Linked DNA regions of Oryctolagus cuniculus: region 2 is linked to region 1. Evidence: chromatin contacts called from public Micro-C data. All regions are on one chromosome and are shown on one strand. Each heading gives the region's core, a stretch centred on a gene start, on an enhancer-like site or on the middle of the called end of the contact. The rest is flanking DNA. Distances are from core to core; before and after follow the strand shown.

Region 1 (7,510 bases), core at 3,099-5,598:
GAACGTAGCAAAAATAAGACTATTGAAGTTTAGAAAAAGTATGCTATCTTGAAGCTACTATCCATAGTTAGTAGGAGTAGAGTATAAATTATGTAGCAGAAGGTTGCAGAAATATGGCTAGAGCAGGACCAAATAAACCTTCCTAACTCAGGAATACATCACAGCATGACCACATTAGTGTCCAACTTTCTAGTTGCTTTTAATGTCTGTAGTCTCTACTTGATCTGTTTAACATAATTTATTTTACATGGTATTCAGAATAAATTTTTAAAGCACTTTCATATCATGACTATACCTTGATATAGCATAGTCAAGTTAATACCTTTGTTAATATCACACAGCTAAATTTAGACCCTCATTTTTCTTAGATTGCCAAATGCTTGCCATTCATCTATGCATTTTGTGTATTTCTGCCAATCTAACAATACTATGGTTATTATTATACTGCTCAAGATCTTTCATTTGCCTCTTATTTTTCTATACTGTATCAGCAAGAAAGCTCCTTTGGTTGACATTTTCATGACTGTCCCATAATTTGGAACCACTCTACATATTTAATCTTATTTACTATTACTCAACAAAATGTGCCTTTGTGTTTTCTTTATCTGTTGCTGTCTAACAAGTATACCAAAATTAAGTGGCTTAAAACAGCAACAATTTTACTATATTTCTTGATTAGTGGTCCTGGGATTTGAGTAGGGCTTAGATGGGCAATTATTCCTCCTTGAGGTTACCTAGGTTCATCTGGTAGATGGTCTAGTCTGAAGATTCCAAGGTGAATTTATTCACATATCTGTTGCAAAGATGACTGGGAAGTTGGGCTCAGCTGGGAATGCTTATTGAAATGCCTGACATCTCTAACATAGCAATCATATTTCTTTTTTAGCTCCCAAGAAGAGTATTCTAAGAGCGCAAAGAGGAAGCTATAAGCCTTCTTATATCTCAGCCTTTGACTTTATGCATTATTACTTTGCTTACATTATATAATAAAGAAAAAAGAAAGGCCAAGTGCCAACTGAGATTCAAAGGAAACCACACAAGGAAGTAATTACGTGAGGGTAAATGGTTCATTAGGGAGAAAACCTTGGAGATAACACATTTGACTTTTATCAAACCAGTTCTCATTCTCCTTGCACATGCCCGGTGTATTCCTGCATCTGGAGCTGCATACATCTTGATCTTCCCACCAGATTCCATCCCACTCCTCCTTTGACTTAGCAAAATCCTACCTGTCTTCCAAGGATGGTTCAAATTTCATGTTGAGCCTTTTAAATATTCCTCTGAATACTGTAGTACCCATAAAACTCTCATTTTTGAAATAGAGTAACACTTACAGTCCTGCAGTAGAAATAGAAAGGAGGAGACTGGAGATAATAGGTGGTACCTATTCAGATACTCTGGCTGAGTGTTAGAAAGCAGTCAGAGGTGATGCTGCAGCTTTGACCTTCACTATCTGGGGTGGCTGAGCTTTCATTTACAGAATTACAGGGCAGTGGTTAACACGCCACTTGGGATGCCCACATCTCATCTCAGAGTAACTGGGTTTGAGTCCTGGCTCCACTCCTGATTCCAGCTTCCTGTTAGTGTGCACTCTGGGAGGCAGCAGGTGATGGCTCCAGTATTTGGGTTCCTGCCACACATGTGGGAGACCCGGACTGAGTTTCTGGCTCCTGGCTTTGACTTGGCTAATCAGGCATTTGGGGGAATGAGCCAGTGGATGGGAGCTGTGTCTTTTAAATAAATTAACTTCAAAGAAGAATCACAAAAACACCAAATGAAGAGTATGTTTGGAAGAAAAGATTAATTTTCCCTTTTGAACATGTTACTTTGGGGACACAGTTGGAAAAGCCAGGTAAAGGAGTCTTGCAAGCAATAAGGGGAAAGGAATGGAGTTTGAGAGAAAGGTCAGGACTAGAGAGAGGCAGGGCTGGAAGTCCCCTGAAGAGGAGATGCTGGTTGATGCAGTAGGACCGACAGGTGGTAAAAGCTTGCCTGGAGGAGAATGTGCGGAGATGGAACACAAAGTAGCCAAGGACAGACTTTGTCAGAGGTCACAGCAGGAAGAATATGAAGATCTAGAGAAAGAGCAAAGAGCGGGACAGGATGAGACCTGGGGAGTGCAGATGTCCATGGTCCAAAGGAAGGAGGGGCTACAAGGTGGGGATGGTGGCCAATGTTAGAGGCCAAGAGCAGGTTTGAGAAGCAAGGGACTAAAGGTGATCACTGAACTTCATGACTGTGAAGTCACTGACTACTGATCTAGGAATCATTAGGAAGAAGCTAGATTGTGCCCAGTGTAAGTGAACAGTGGGATTGGGAAGCAGAAATGGTGAGGCCAGATTGGCCACTTTTTGAAGAATTTTTTCAATAAAAGAAAAGTAGGATCTCTTCTATGATAGAATTGCAAACAGAAATCTTCACGATGACTGTTCTCTGATGGAATTCATTGAAGGAAGTAATGTGTGTGTGTGTGTGCACATGCATATGTGTGGGATGCGTGTACACTGGGAGCAGTGTTTTGCAAACTAAGATCTGCATTAAAATCACTGAAGGAAGCCACTGCATTTTCTAAGGCTCTAAACCCCACTTCCTGAATGAGAACTTTTTTTTTTTTTGACAGGCAGAGTTAGAGAGAGAGAGAGAGAAAGGTCTTCCTTTTCCGTTGGTTCACCCCTCAAATGGCCGCTACGACCAGTGCTGCACCAATCTGAAGCCAGGAGCCAGGTGCTTCCTCCTGGTCTCCCATGCGGGTGCAGGGCCCAAGCACTTGGGCCGTCCTCCACTGCCTTCCCGGGCCACAGCAGAGAGCTGGACTAGAAGAGGAGCAACTGGGACAGAATCCGGCACCCCAACCGGGACTAGAACCTGGGGTGCTGGCACCGCAGGTGGAGGATTAGCTCAGTGAGCTGCGGCACCAGCCCACTGAATGAGAACTTTTGAGGGTGGGCCCTAAGCATCTGCAAGTTGGAAAATGTTGACAGATTAACTTAAGGTTTGGAACCATTCAGGGACCTTGGGTTTCTTTCTTCCTTCCTTCCTTCCTTCCTTCCTTCCTTCCTTCCTTCCTTCCTTCCTTCCTTCCTTTCTTTCTTTCTTTCTTTCTTTCTTTCTTTCTTTTGAGATTTTTATTTATTTATTTGAGAGATGGAGTTAGAAACAGAGAGAGGGAGAGACAGAGAGAAAAGTGTTCCATCCACTGGCTCACTTCCCAAATGGTTGCAACAGCCAGAGTTGAGTTGATCCAAAGCCAGGAGCCAGGAGCTTCTTCTGGGTCTCCCCTGTGGGTGCAGGGGCCCAAGGACTTGGGCCATCTTCCACTGCTTTCCCAGGCCATAGCAGAGAGCTGGGTTGGAAGAGAAACAACTGGGGCTCTAACTGGAAGCCATGTGGGATGCCGGTGCCACAGGCAGAGGCTTAGCTCATTACACCACAGCACTGGCCCTGGACCTTGGATTTCAAAAAACAGTTAATGTCTGCATGGGAATAGAGCTAAAATGGAATTTGGGTGTTAGAACGGAAAATTGCAAGATGAAGACTACAGTAATAATTCAAAATGTAAAGACATAAGAAGGGAAGACAAATATCTCTAATTAAAGACCAACATTTCAGTAGCCACAGAAGTCATAACTTTATACAGATTTTCTTGACTTTCTTGCCCTTTTTTTTTTTGCCTCTGCAAGCAACGTGGACAATTTTGTGAAAATCTATCATCAGAATTCCAAGGCGTTTTCCTTTTTTTAAAACTGTGTAGGGGGAGGAGGGTAGAAAGAATGTGGTTTGTGAGGCAAGCTAACCCTCAGGAATTATTTCAAACCAAACACTTTTTCTAACTATTTGATGTCTGGAAGTCTGGATGCTGGGGGCAGCGGGGTGGGCAGAACTTGGGCTATGGGACCATTTGTCATTTCCTGGGAGGTGCTCTGGACTTAACCCTTAAGGGAAGCACATCTGACTACACTTCTGGGCTTAGACCAGGGAGGTCCCACCCTACACTTCCCTTTATAGTTTTCAGATGAGAGCTTTCTTTCCCTGCATCTCAGTGGGAAGAGTAGCTTTCCTTCAGAAAAAGTAAACAGCGAGACCGTTTGGAAGTCAGTGATTCCTCCACTGTTTAATGCCTCTGCATCTTCACACAAGTGACCCTCCAAAACACAGACACAAACATTGTCAAATTCTCATAATCACATTGAGATGTGAATTTAGTTCACAGTGTTATGCTGTGTGTATGTTTTCATCAGAAAATCTATCCACACTGACTTTTGTTTCCAACTAGTTGCCAGGAAAGGGTTACAAGAGCCTGTCTCTTCTTGATGTATAACAGCTGGTGAGAAAGCATCTCCCAGCCAGCTCAGCTCCGCTCAGTTATACTAACTCACCACCCATCCCATCCCCCACTGTCTCTCCCCACTTAGTACAATTCCTTGCAAAGCTGAAGTCCGGCAGCAAGCAAAGGAAGCAGTGTTGGTTCATTAGCTTTGAGGGGACTAAGAGCAGGATTGTTGCAGTTAAAAAGGAGGTTTTAATGGCAACAACTTGCAGGCAGTCTCCAAGATGCATGGTTAGGTTGTTGTTGCTGAGAAGGAATAATGCAGGATAAGAAGTAGTTTGGCCTTTCTGAGAGCCTGAGCTAGGATCGGAAGCCCCAAAGCAAAAAACACAATCAAGTCTGGAAGCTCTGCATCTTCATTATGTGAACAACACTTGGCAGCTTTTGGTTGGATGAAACTTACAGTCGATAACTAACATTGTCCCTCTAATCAGTGTCCTACAGAACTGGGCTTGCTTGCTACAAATAAACAGGGACACAAAGATGAAATGTCCACAGAATGGCACGCCCTTGGGGCAGCGTAATGACCGCTTAGGTTGTGGAGAAATCCACATGATTCATGAGGTCCCTAACTAAACACATTAAGGACCTATATATTACATTTTCTAAGTTGGAATAAGTGCCATAAATAGCAATCAGCAAGAAGAGGTTGAAATGCAGGGTTCAGAATGCCTCCCTCTTAAGTGTCAGTTACTCTCATCTTTTGATCAAAATGTAGTCCCCAAGAAATAAAAGCAGCTAATTTTTTATTCAAATCCAAGGATAGTCTGTGTGGATCCAATACACTGAAAGGCTCATGTGAAAACCTTCAAACTGACTTAAAGCCTTGGAGTTAGGGCGAGGAGAGGGGAGGGGAGAGCTAGAGATGCTGGAGACAGAGGTAGATAGGGAGGTAGATAACAAGAGAGAGGGCGACCAAAGCTTCAGAAAGGCGTAGATCCTGCTGCAGATGGAAGTGGCTGGCTTCCCGGGGGGAGGCTGGAGGCTGACTCCCTCTGTGCAGTCACCCTGTTGAGCCACGCTGGCTTCTTTCTGGAAGGGAGGGCTGCACAGCCACAGCTGGGCTGAGCTCCAGCTGGTCAGCTATGTGGCACTGCTGCTATTGTTGAACAAAATTCTTTCCTCATTACACATAGCTCTTCTCAGTTTAATAGAAAGTACAGTTCTTGGGACTTTTCATGAACTTGAAGGGAATAAGAAGAGAGGCTTCTTTTTTCCTTATTTTACAAGGGACTCTGCTGAATCTATAGCTTAATGTTGCTTTATAGAAAACAAATTCAAAGAACAGAGGGAAAAAAGCAGACACTTGTTCAGTCCTATAGGATGAATATCAAGCAGACTCAATAATTTTCCAGTGAGAAAGCCGGTTAGAGCTGATGAGCTGCTGTTAATGGACTCGGATTGTGTGGTGCATTGCTTTAGATTGGTGGTGTGCTTTTAATGATCAGTCTAAGATTTTCCCTCTCCTGTCTGTTAAGGGCAGTTTCTGGAGCTGGCATGTTTATCTTGTGGCAAATTATTAAAATCTTGGCAAGAACAGAAATGAGAGAGGGTCAAGATCCCTTTGGAGTATCGTTTCTTTCATCTGTAAATTGGGGGTAATATTTTCTCAACTTACATAGAATAATAAGCAGATCCACTACTTGTAAATTCACCAACTTCTCTTGAAAATAAAATAGCAAGGCTTTGCAAATGATAAATCTATGACTCTCAACACAGGAGGGGAGTGGTTAGGTTTTCATTTTAAAGCTATGGCCAGAATTGAGGACACCATTCAGGGTCTTTTCCATTAGTTTTAGGTTCTGAGGTTTCTAATTCCGAGTTAACATGCCCCAAATAATGTCAAACTTGATATGAGCAATTATCATAGAGTGGGCACTCTTATATTGAAGCTCTGGGCCCCATGCCCCACCCTAACTGAAACAGAATCTGAGGGTGGGTCTAGCAACCTGTGTACTAACACACCTTGCAGGCATGTCTACTCCAATTTGAGAGCTGTCGATCTGGTCTAATACTGTTGACTACTTGGTCATATTACCTGCCTGAACAATTACAATAGCTGTTCACCCTCTACTTCTGGTCCCTCGTTTGCATTGTCATTAGTCATCTTCCTAAAGCAGTGATGAGTTGTATCATTCCTCCTTTCAGAATGTCTCAGGAGCTCCTCATCACCTATCTGGCACACGTGTACACATATGGTAGTTAGCAAGGGTCCTCACTATGACGTCCAACCACAAAGAGCACTATTCTGGGTGGGGAAGTGGAGGGTGCAGCAGCCTGGACAAATTGGCTTATAAATGCTCTATATCACATCAGCCTGCTTAAATCTAATTAAAAAGGGTCCATTGGCAGCTTTGGGGAGTAGAAGGTAGGGGAAAAGAAAGGCCACAAGAGGGGACATGCCCACAAGTGGATGGGTTCAGAAGTCCAGGGTCCAAGACACTACTCTTTGGTGTTTGGGATAGTCTGATATCTTGTTTCTTCCATTTTCTTTCTTTCTCTCTCTTTCTTTTCCCTCCCTCCCTCCCTCCCTCTTTCCTTTCCTCCTTCCCTCCTTCCTTCCCCTCCCCCCTTTCTTTGGAGCGTATTAGTTTGCTGGGGCCACTGTCACAAGTGTCATAAACCAGGTGGCTTAAACCACAGAACTTTGTTGTCTCACATATGAGGAGATTGGAAATCTGAGATCGAGATGTTGGCGGGCTGGGCTCCTCCTGAGGGCAGTGAGGGAAGAAGCTGTTCCAGGCCTTTTTGCTTTCCTGATGGCTGCATCTTCACCTTGTCTTTCCTCTGCCTCCAAATTTCCTAATACACCAGTGGTATTTAATTATAGCCTACCCTATTAACCTCATTTTAAATTGGTTGCTTATTTTAAAACTGTCTGCAAATAAGCTTACATTCAGAGGTGTTTAAGATTCAACATAAGAATTTATGGAGGACATAACCCAACCCCTAATATCATGTTATGAAGTAGTTTGTAGGAGAGTGGTGAGTAGGGCAGGTGTCATTCAGAACAAATTTTTTAAAAATTTCCTACCTGTGAAACAACTCTGAAGTTAACATGCTAACTCTAATTCTGGAAATGAAGAATGTTAAAAGTGGTGGTTCCCATGGAAAGTTTCTGGTTTGACCTCATCGTTTGACCAAAGAATCCACTCAGTGAAATAGCCTTGCCATTGTCACCAG
Region 2 (7,510 bases), core at 3,739-6,238, 80 kb after region 1:
AGGAAGTTCTTGAAAAAGGGGTTGAGTGTGTTGAGAGTGATCAGAGACTGGCTGTCGAGGAAATAGCAACCACTCTGTGTCTTTCATTCCCTGGGAATGTAACTCAAGTTATTGGTTACAGAGATTTTGGCAGGATTGAGACAGCTAAAGGACAGAAAGGAAGTTGCTTAAAGATGACAAAAGGAGACACAGATTTCCAGAGATCACAAGCTGCTAGTGCCCTTATCTTGTCCTTGCTACAGTGATGCTGGGGCGACTCTCACAGCTGGTTCTCGACCCATCTTGTCCAGGGCTAGCACCTCAAAGCAAGTGTTGGGGTTCTGCAATCCAGAGTTCCCTGATCCCTGCTGCCACCGTCACAACTGGCAACAAGTGTCACACTAGGAGAGCCAGAGGCAGAAAACTGCCGTCTTCCTGCCACCTTTTGCCCTCCTACCATTGTGTTCTCTTGGCAGAAGGAAGCTAGCTGGCAGCGGATGTGCAAAAGGGGGATTTGCAGTCTCCCGGAACCCCAGTACTGTAATTCCATGTGTAGAAGGGTAGGTGTGGGCCGAAAGAAAGCGTTGAATAACTGGCTTGGGGAGGGATAGCTCATTTGGGAAAAACTATCCCAGAGGCTATGCTGGAGGGGTTGGAGGCAACCATGCCTGGGGCAAATCAGGGGGCGATGGGGAACATCTCCCATTCTAACTTGCAGGTGAAGATCTGAGAAAAGAGGACTAAGCAGAGGAAAATTCCTCCAAGTCCCCACCAGGACCTCTCCTAAGCCTCTTGCAGCTGTGCCTCCCTTCCGGTTACCATGGATGACCCTCCATGCTCCTCAGCCAGGCTCAGGCCTCTCTTCTTACCAAGGGACGTTGCTCTCCCCGTTGTTTGCTCAGTCTTCAGCACCTTTCCCATTGGCACGCACTTGTGGTATAATTTCTCTTACTACAAAACATGGAGAGAAACCTCACTCCTGACTTCGCTGTATCCCACATCATAGTAAGTGTGAACTCTATCTCCCCAGTTGCTCAGATCAAGAACCTGAGAATCATCTTTGATTTATCTTCCTCTCACTGCCCCCACCCTTCCATCCTCTGTACCAGTCTATCTTCCGAATCCTGGCAGGGCTGACTTTTTCAAGGTACTTCCAGAATTTCACTACTTCTCACCACTTTCACCACTGCTATTTAATCCTGTTCTCTACACAGCTGCCAGGTGATTCATTGCAAGCATACATCCCTGCCATTCCTTTGCTCAAAGCCATCTGTAGCCTTTCCAAGTGCTCCAGTGTGAAGTCCCAAGGCCATTCAATCCCCCATGGGCCTCTGGAGAGTGTGTCCTCTCTCTTCTCTGATTTTCCTGCTTTGTGCTACTCTTGCCTCATGCACTCTGCTCCAGTCTCACTGGTGCCCCCAGACTAGGCACACCTTGGGGCCTTTGCATCCATTGCCTGCTTTGCTTGGGAGTCTTCCCAAAGTTATTCACATCTGTCAGGTCTCTCTAATACTACATCTTGGAGATCTTTGAAGGACAAGGACAGTGTTTGGTTGGCTTTCCTAATTTGGTCCTGAGAAGGAACACAGGCAGTTAACACTGATGAAGAAGAATCTCATAATCCTCACGATATTCTGAATTTTAAAAGATTTCTCTGGACTTGATAGTTTTGGTTAGGAATATAGAGATCAAATGCCAAGCTCTGGATTTGATGCCAGAACATATACACTTCCAAGAAGCATTGATTTATATGTGGTAAGGGTTTCTGAAGGTATATGTTATTTTTTCCAAACAGTGCACTGGTTCTGTTTTTTAACCTTATAAAGTGCAAGAAACTCTGCATGCCATTTTAAGTTGTTTAGAAAATATTTCTATATTCCCTCCTCTTTTTTAAAGATTTGATGCTTTTGGCTGCTAGTGGCTTCTTCTCCTTTCCATTAAGGACATGGACATGAGCCAAAGCATCAGAGCTCCCTCATCTCATAGCTGCCTCCTCCCTCTTAGTGGTGCTAGCCAGGAGCCAGGAGAGAAAGGGTGCAGACAGAGAGAAAGCAAGAAAGAGCAATAACAGATGAAAAGTACGCCAGCCAGCGGGACAGAGATTGAAAGAAAGGCCCTGGGAGGAACCTGAGGGCCCAGCTCTCAGGTGGAGAACAGCTGGACTGCACATTGCTTTCTGGCAATTCAGTTGCAGTGCTTCATAAAAATCCTCAACCCTTTAGCAAATACAGGATTTTTTTGGGGGAGGGGCAGTCTATTTCTGAAAAACATATAATGGGGTTGAGAAAGCAATGTTTAATCAAGGGAAAAATAGTTCAGTTCCCGTGAGTAAATTAATCTCTACCTTCAGGCAACTTAGTGGAGAGTTTCATCAGTCCAATGGGAGGTTCTGGAAAATAAAGACTTTCAGCAGCTGCTCTGATGAAAACAGATTAAGTTGGAGGATTTTTTAGGGGACTGGACAAGAACATTTTTTGGTCTTGGAAGTAAACCTGTTTTATATTGATTGGGCAAGCCAGATCAGACAAATGGACACATTTGGTCAGTTCCGTTTGCCCAGGCACGTATGCACAGCTGGAAGGTGCTGTGCAGACCTGGGGTGGACAGGATTTCTGGGAACTGGGATTGATGAGATTATGCAGGTTGTTCTTCTCACTTGATAGCTCTGTCTGGGTCAGACCTCACATTTGCTTTGCTCATACTGTGAGGATATCTGTGCACCTGGGAGGAAACTTCTGCTAATGATGCTAGCAGATAATTGAGGAAAAGCTTTAAAATTGTGATTCTGGTACCCTCCCCCCTTTTAAGAAAATGTGCCAATATCTTGATTTTTTAAAAAATTTACTTATTTTTACTTATTTGAAAGGTAGGTACACACAGAGAAAGGGATGGATGGATGGATGGATGGATGGATGGGTGGATGAATGGATAGATAGATGATAGATGGATAGATAGATAGATCAATCTCCCATCTTATTGAGGATACACAATAAGATCATATTATTCTACACATGCCTGTAACACCTGGACATGGGCCAGGCTGAAGCCAGGCGCCTGGAACTTACTCCCCATCTCCCATGTGGGTGGGAGGAATGCAATCACTTTGGCCATCATTTACTGCCTCCCAGGGTGCACATTAGGAGGAAGCTAGAATTGGAAGTAGAGCCTGGACTCAAACCTTTTCACTCTGGTATGGGATGTTGGCATTAGGAATGGCTTCTTAGCTGCTGTACCAAATGCCTGGTGCTTTCTGTCTTGCTAATTGGGGTGTATAACCTGAGGGTTATGACATTATGGCAGAGTTGGGAGATTATGGTCATAAAAAAGATACATATGGAGAAGTATAAATGATACAGTCAATTACAATGGAGATCATACATCGGCCATCTATATAAGAAAACCGGGTTGGATGAACCTAAATAGATGTCAATATTTGCTAGCCTTTGGAGGACAAGTAGGGTTGAACTCAGCAGAGGATGGAGAGAAGGAAGCATGAGAGAAGCTATGGGAATGCAAATAGATCAAGCTGACTCTGAGTTCATAAGGACATAAATAGGAGAAAGCCAAAAACCAGAAAGTAAGCAAGAGCAAAAAAAAAAAAAAAAGTTTTAAAAAGATCATTAAAGACTGAATCCCAGGCTAAAGAGTCGGTTAGAGAAAGGAAATCCATGAAGATCTCTTCAGGAGGGAGATGAAATCAATAGTACATTGCAATGGTTTCTGATTCCTTTCATATAATTTTCTATTCCATTTGATCAAGGAATACATCTGTTGCTAGGTTGACTAAAGAGGGTTACATAGGTACAGGAAACAATCTAAGTTGCTAAAAGTTACAACTTCTTAGATTGTATCTTTTAATTAAGAATAAGTTAGTAAGGCTGGCGCTGCAGCTCACTAGGCTAATCCTCTGCCTTGCGGCACTGACACACCGGGTTCTAGTCCCGGTCGGGGCGCCGGATTCTGTCCCGGTTGCCCCTCTTCCAGGCCAGCTCTCTGCTGTGGCCCAGGAGTGCAGTGGAGGATGGCCCAAGTGCTTGGGCCCTGCACCCCATGGGAGACCAGGAGAAGCACCTGGCTCCTGCCATCGGATCAGCGCGGTGCACCGGCCGCAGTGCGCCAGCCGCGGTGGCCATTGGAGGGTGAACCAACGGCAAAGGAAGACCTTTCTCTCTGTCTCTCTCTCTCACTGTTCACTCTGCCTGTCAAAAAAAAAAAAAAAAAAAAGTAAGTTATTAGCAGATCTTCAAGTGCCATTTTAGTGTTTCAACCTTAAGTCAAAATAATAACAGAAGCTGAACCCAGCAAAAAACAATACCAGTTTACAAGCCAGTAATTCACTAAAATCTTGTGAGGCAAAGTTCAACAAGCCTTTAATTTCTGCTTTTAGAAAAACTTTTCAGTATGTAACCAATCTGTTTCATGGACTCAGTTTGGGGCACGCAATAAGATCATATTCCGGGTCAGTATCTGCATGAGCAGTAACTGCTTCTGTTGGTACAGCTCTTCCTTTTGCGTTTCTGTCTGACGCTGCTGTGCTGATTTGAACAGAAACCAAAGTCTTTCCCACAGTAAGGTGGGCTGATGACTGGGCTGATGCCGTGGTTCATCAGAGCATCAGTCTGTGGGCTCCCGTGGCTGGAGAAGAAAATATGCCTCGCGGTGCTGAGAGATCTAGGCGTGGCTTTACAAGATTACAGAGGTCTCCCCTCCTCTTCCTCCTCCTCCCTGACCCACTTTCATCTGTATGGTGATCTCAGACGGTTTCAATGTGTCCACATGGAGTATTCTTGGCCCCGAGAACATTTCTTTAAAACTTGCCCCTGGGAATGTTAGCAAGGGTGAAGGCTGCCAGAAGTTCAGTGTGTGTAGGAGGAGGGAGAAGGGGCTCTGTTCTGCTTATCCTCTCAGTTTCTGGCCTGAGCCCCTGCCTCCCTCCCAGTCTCCCTGCCTCTTTCTTTTATTTCCTCCCTCCTTCCTTCCCTCCACCCCCCCCACCCCCGTCCCCCAGCCCCAACACACACAATTTTTGTGGACAGAGCTGCAAGTCCTCACAGGATTCCTTCTTACTCTTGTCTTGAAATAGTTTATTCTCCTCAGTTTTGAAACAGCGGTTAACAGTGTGGCTGTGCGTGTGCGTGTGTGTGTCTGCGTGTGTGCGTGTGCGCGTGCCTGTGTGTGTGGTGGGAGGGGCTGTGGGAAGAATGTAAGGAAAGTTGACTGCAGCAGGCTCCTCCCTTAGGCCTGCAACTAGCCTTACTTAGGGCTTTCCTGCATTTCCCCAGGAGGCCTTAGGTCATGGGGCGCAGTTTGGGCAGGGGAGCAGTGTTATGCCTGCGTCATGAATTATACTTTTAGTTTTCCCAGGCCTTCAGACCATCCTGGTTCCCCCAGTAAAGAAGACTTCAGGCCTCTGAGCTTGGAGGTCGTGGGCAGGGAAGGCTGTAGGCGGGGGCTCTGGCTAGGGCAGAGTCCCTCTGAGTCTCCCCAGGCTGACTCAGAGGCTGGGGAGGGCCCAGCTCAGCCCCTCCACTCTGCCCCACCCCCTACACTGCCTTAAAGGCACAGCACAGGGATTCTGCTTTAGGGAGGAGAAGGGTACTACTGAGTGGCCTGGGCCGCTCTTCTAGAACTTTCCGAGACATTGTTTCTATGAATGTCATTGGTAAACATAAATTCCAGTGGAAAGGCAATACAATAGTTTATTCAAAATCCTCTTCACTTTGAAACAAAGAAACACATATTGGATTTTCACAAGCCCTTGTGTAATTGAGGTCACCTACATCTTCCATGTGGAGAATGAGAATATTTATTGTGTGATTAAGGTTCTGATCCATAGGGGGAGGAAAAATCATTTGCATGTCACGATTTCTCCACCTCCTTAATTCTCAACCCACTCACTTCATAAATTAACAACAGGTAGCGACAGTCGCTGCTCAAAATATGTAATACACATGTAAGGAGGGGGCATCTCAGGTTCCACCAGAGAGTTTGAAAACTGTGTTGTCCTTCAGTAGAGCACACAAACACCACGAAGACCAAGATCCTGCTTGCTTATTGCAGAGGTCCAGGGTTTTAGTTTCTTCTTTCCTCCCTCCCTTCCTCCCTCCTCCCTCCCTTTCTCTCTCTCTCTCTCTCTCTCTCCCTCTCTCTCTCTCTCTCCCTCTCTCTCTCTCTCTCTCTGCCTCTCTCTCTCCCTCTCTTTCTTCTTTTTTCTTCCGTCATTTTTTTTTTTTGACCAAATGCCTACAATAGCCGAGGGTGGGCCAGACCAGGAACTTCGTCTGCATCTCCCACGTTGGTAGCAGGGACTCAGCACTTGAGTGATGCCTCCCAGGATGCTCACTAGCAGGAAACCAGAATGGGAAGCGGAGCAAGGACTGGAACACTGGCCCTCCGATATGGGATGTGGATGTCCCAAGGGTGTCTTTACAGCTGTGCCAGACACCCACTGCAGTCCAGGGTCTGAGATATTCCTACTCTCAATGAGTTTTTAGGGAACAGGTGTGTGTGTGCTCAAGAACTCACTCCCTGTGTCCTTTGTTGCTGAGAGGACGACTAAGCCACTCAACTGCCCAGGGCTTTGAGGGACCCTTTTGCATCTGGAATTCTGGCTGTGTCCTGAATTGCCACCCAGGTGGGACTTGGCTGTGCTGCAGCCCTGGGGCTCTAGGTCTATAGCAGGCATATGCAGCTGCATCTGTAACTGCACCTTCGACGCAATGGCACACAGCTGGATTGGTGACTGTGCCCTGTGGCCACTCCTGGGAGCAGGGGTGAGGCTGTAACTCAGTGATCTGTGCAGTTAATGGGGGATGGAGGGCAGATCATTTTCCCCTGTTCTTGACAGGTTTTAGAGATGTATAAAGCAGTAACTCATATATTTAACATTTGTATTGGAGAAACTTTGATGTGTACCTCAATTTGCTAGCTATCACCTTTGAAACTCTCTGACATGCAGAAATTATCCGGTTGATTTATCATTGTCTTTTGAAGGTTGACTCATTCAGAAATGACATGACATTTGCATTTGAAATCAGTACTGTATTTATTTCATTGTTCTGAGCCTTTCCAAATAAATCTGTGTTTTTTGGATAGGATAATTGTGAGAAAAATAATAATGTAGCAACCAGTTAGGGATCTGTGGGTTATCCACAGTTCACCACCCTTTCATCTTCAATCTTCACAAACTCCTTTCAGCATAGCAAGGTGACCATTTCCCATCAATGGGAAAATGACTGTCCAGTACTGTGGCTGGAGCAAGGGTAGTAATAGTAACAGCAATAACTTCAGGAACACGCAAGGTCATTCTTCTGATGTTTTTCATCCTAGTATCTTTGATGAAGGAAAATAAAAAACTGATCTTAAGTAGAGGGAAATAAAAACCTTTTGTGTGAGGATGAATGTGTGGAGGGTAGGATGCACTGCAGCTGGTTGAAGTTTTTCAGTTTGTGATTCAGAATTAGCATAAGGACACATTCCACACTGTGGTTTTTAGAAGGTGCTATTCATAATATTCTTTTAAAATTTATTT

Evidence for each region. Hi-C and Micro-C count contacts between places; a contact is called where the count stands out from the background.
Region 2: a contact with region 1 is called in a Micro-C map of ear pinna, with 2.5 times the contacts expected there. The contact joins two enhancer-like sites. A contact is called at or near these places in 3 of 6 Hi-C or Micro-C datasets (ear pinna, embryonic fibroblasts and skin fibroblasts).

Annotation. Positions count from the first base shown.
Region 1 is chr16:41,563,368-41,570,877 of mOryCun1.1, forward strand. The region is part of intron 1 of LOC138845899 (a long non-coding RNA gene); the gene reads left to right. It also overlaps the pseudogene LOC100352847. Among named protein-coding and RNA genes, the nearest start is that of COL1A2, 24 kb to the left of the region's middle. Within about 2 kb of position 4,349, at least 4 of the 8 cell types and tissues checked have an H3K27ac peak or open chromatin away from gene starts, as enhancers often do. A contact at or near this core is called in ear pinna, where this site is marked.
Region 2 is chr16:41,642,998-41,650,507 of mOryCun1.1, forward strand. No RefSeq gene overlaps it. Among named protein-coding and RNA genes, the nearest start is that of COL1A2, 100 kb to the left of the region's middle. Within about 2 kb of position 4,989, at least 5 of the 8 cell types and tissues checked have an H3K27ac peak or open chromatin away from gene starts, as enhancers often do. A contact at or near this core is called in ear pinna, where this site is marked.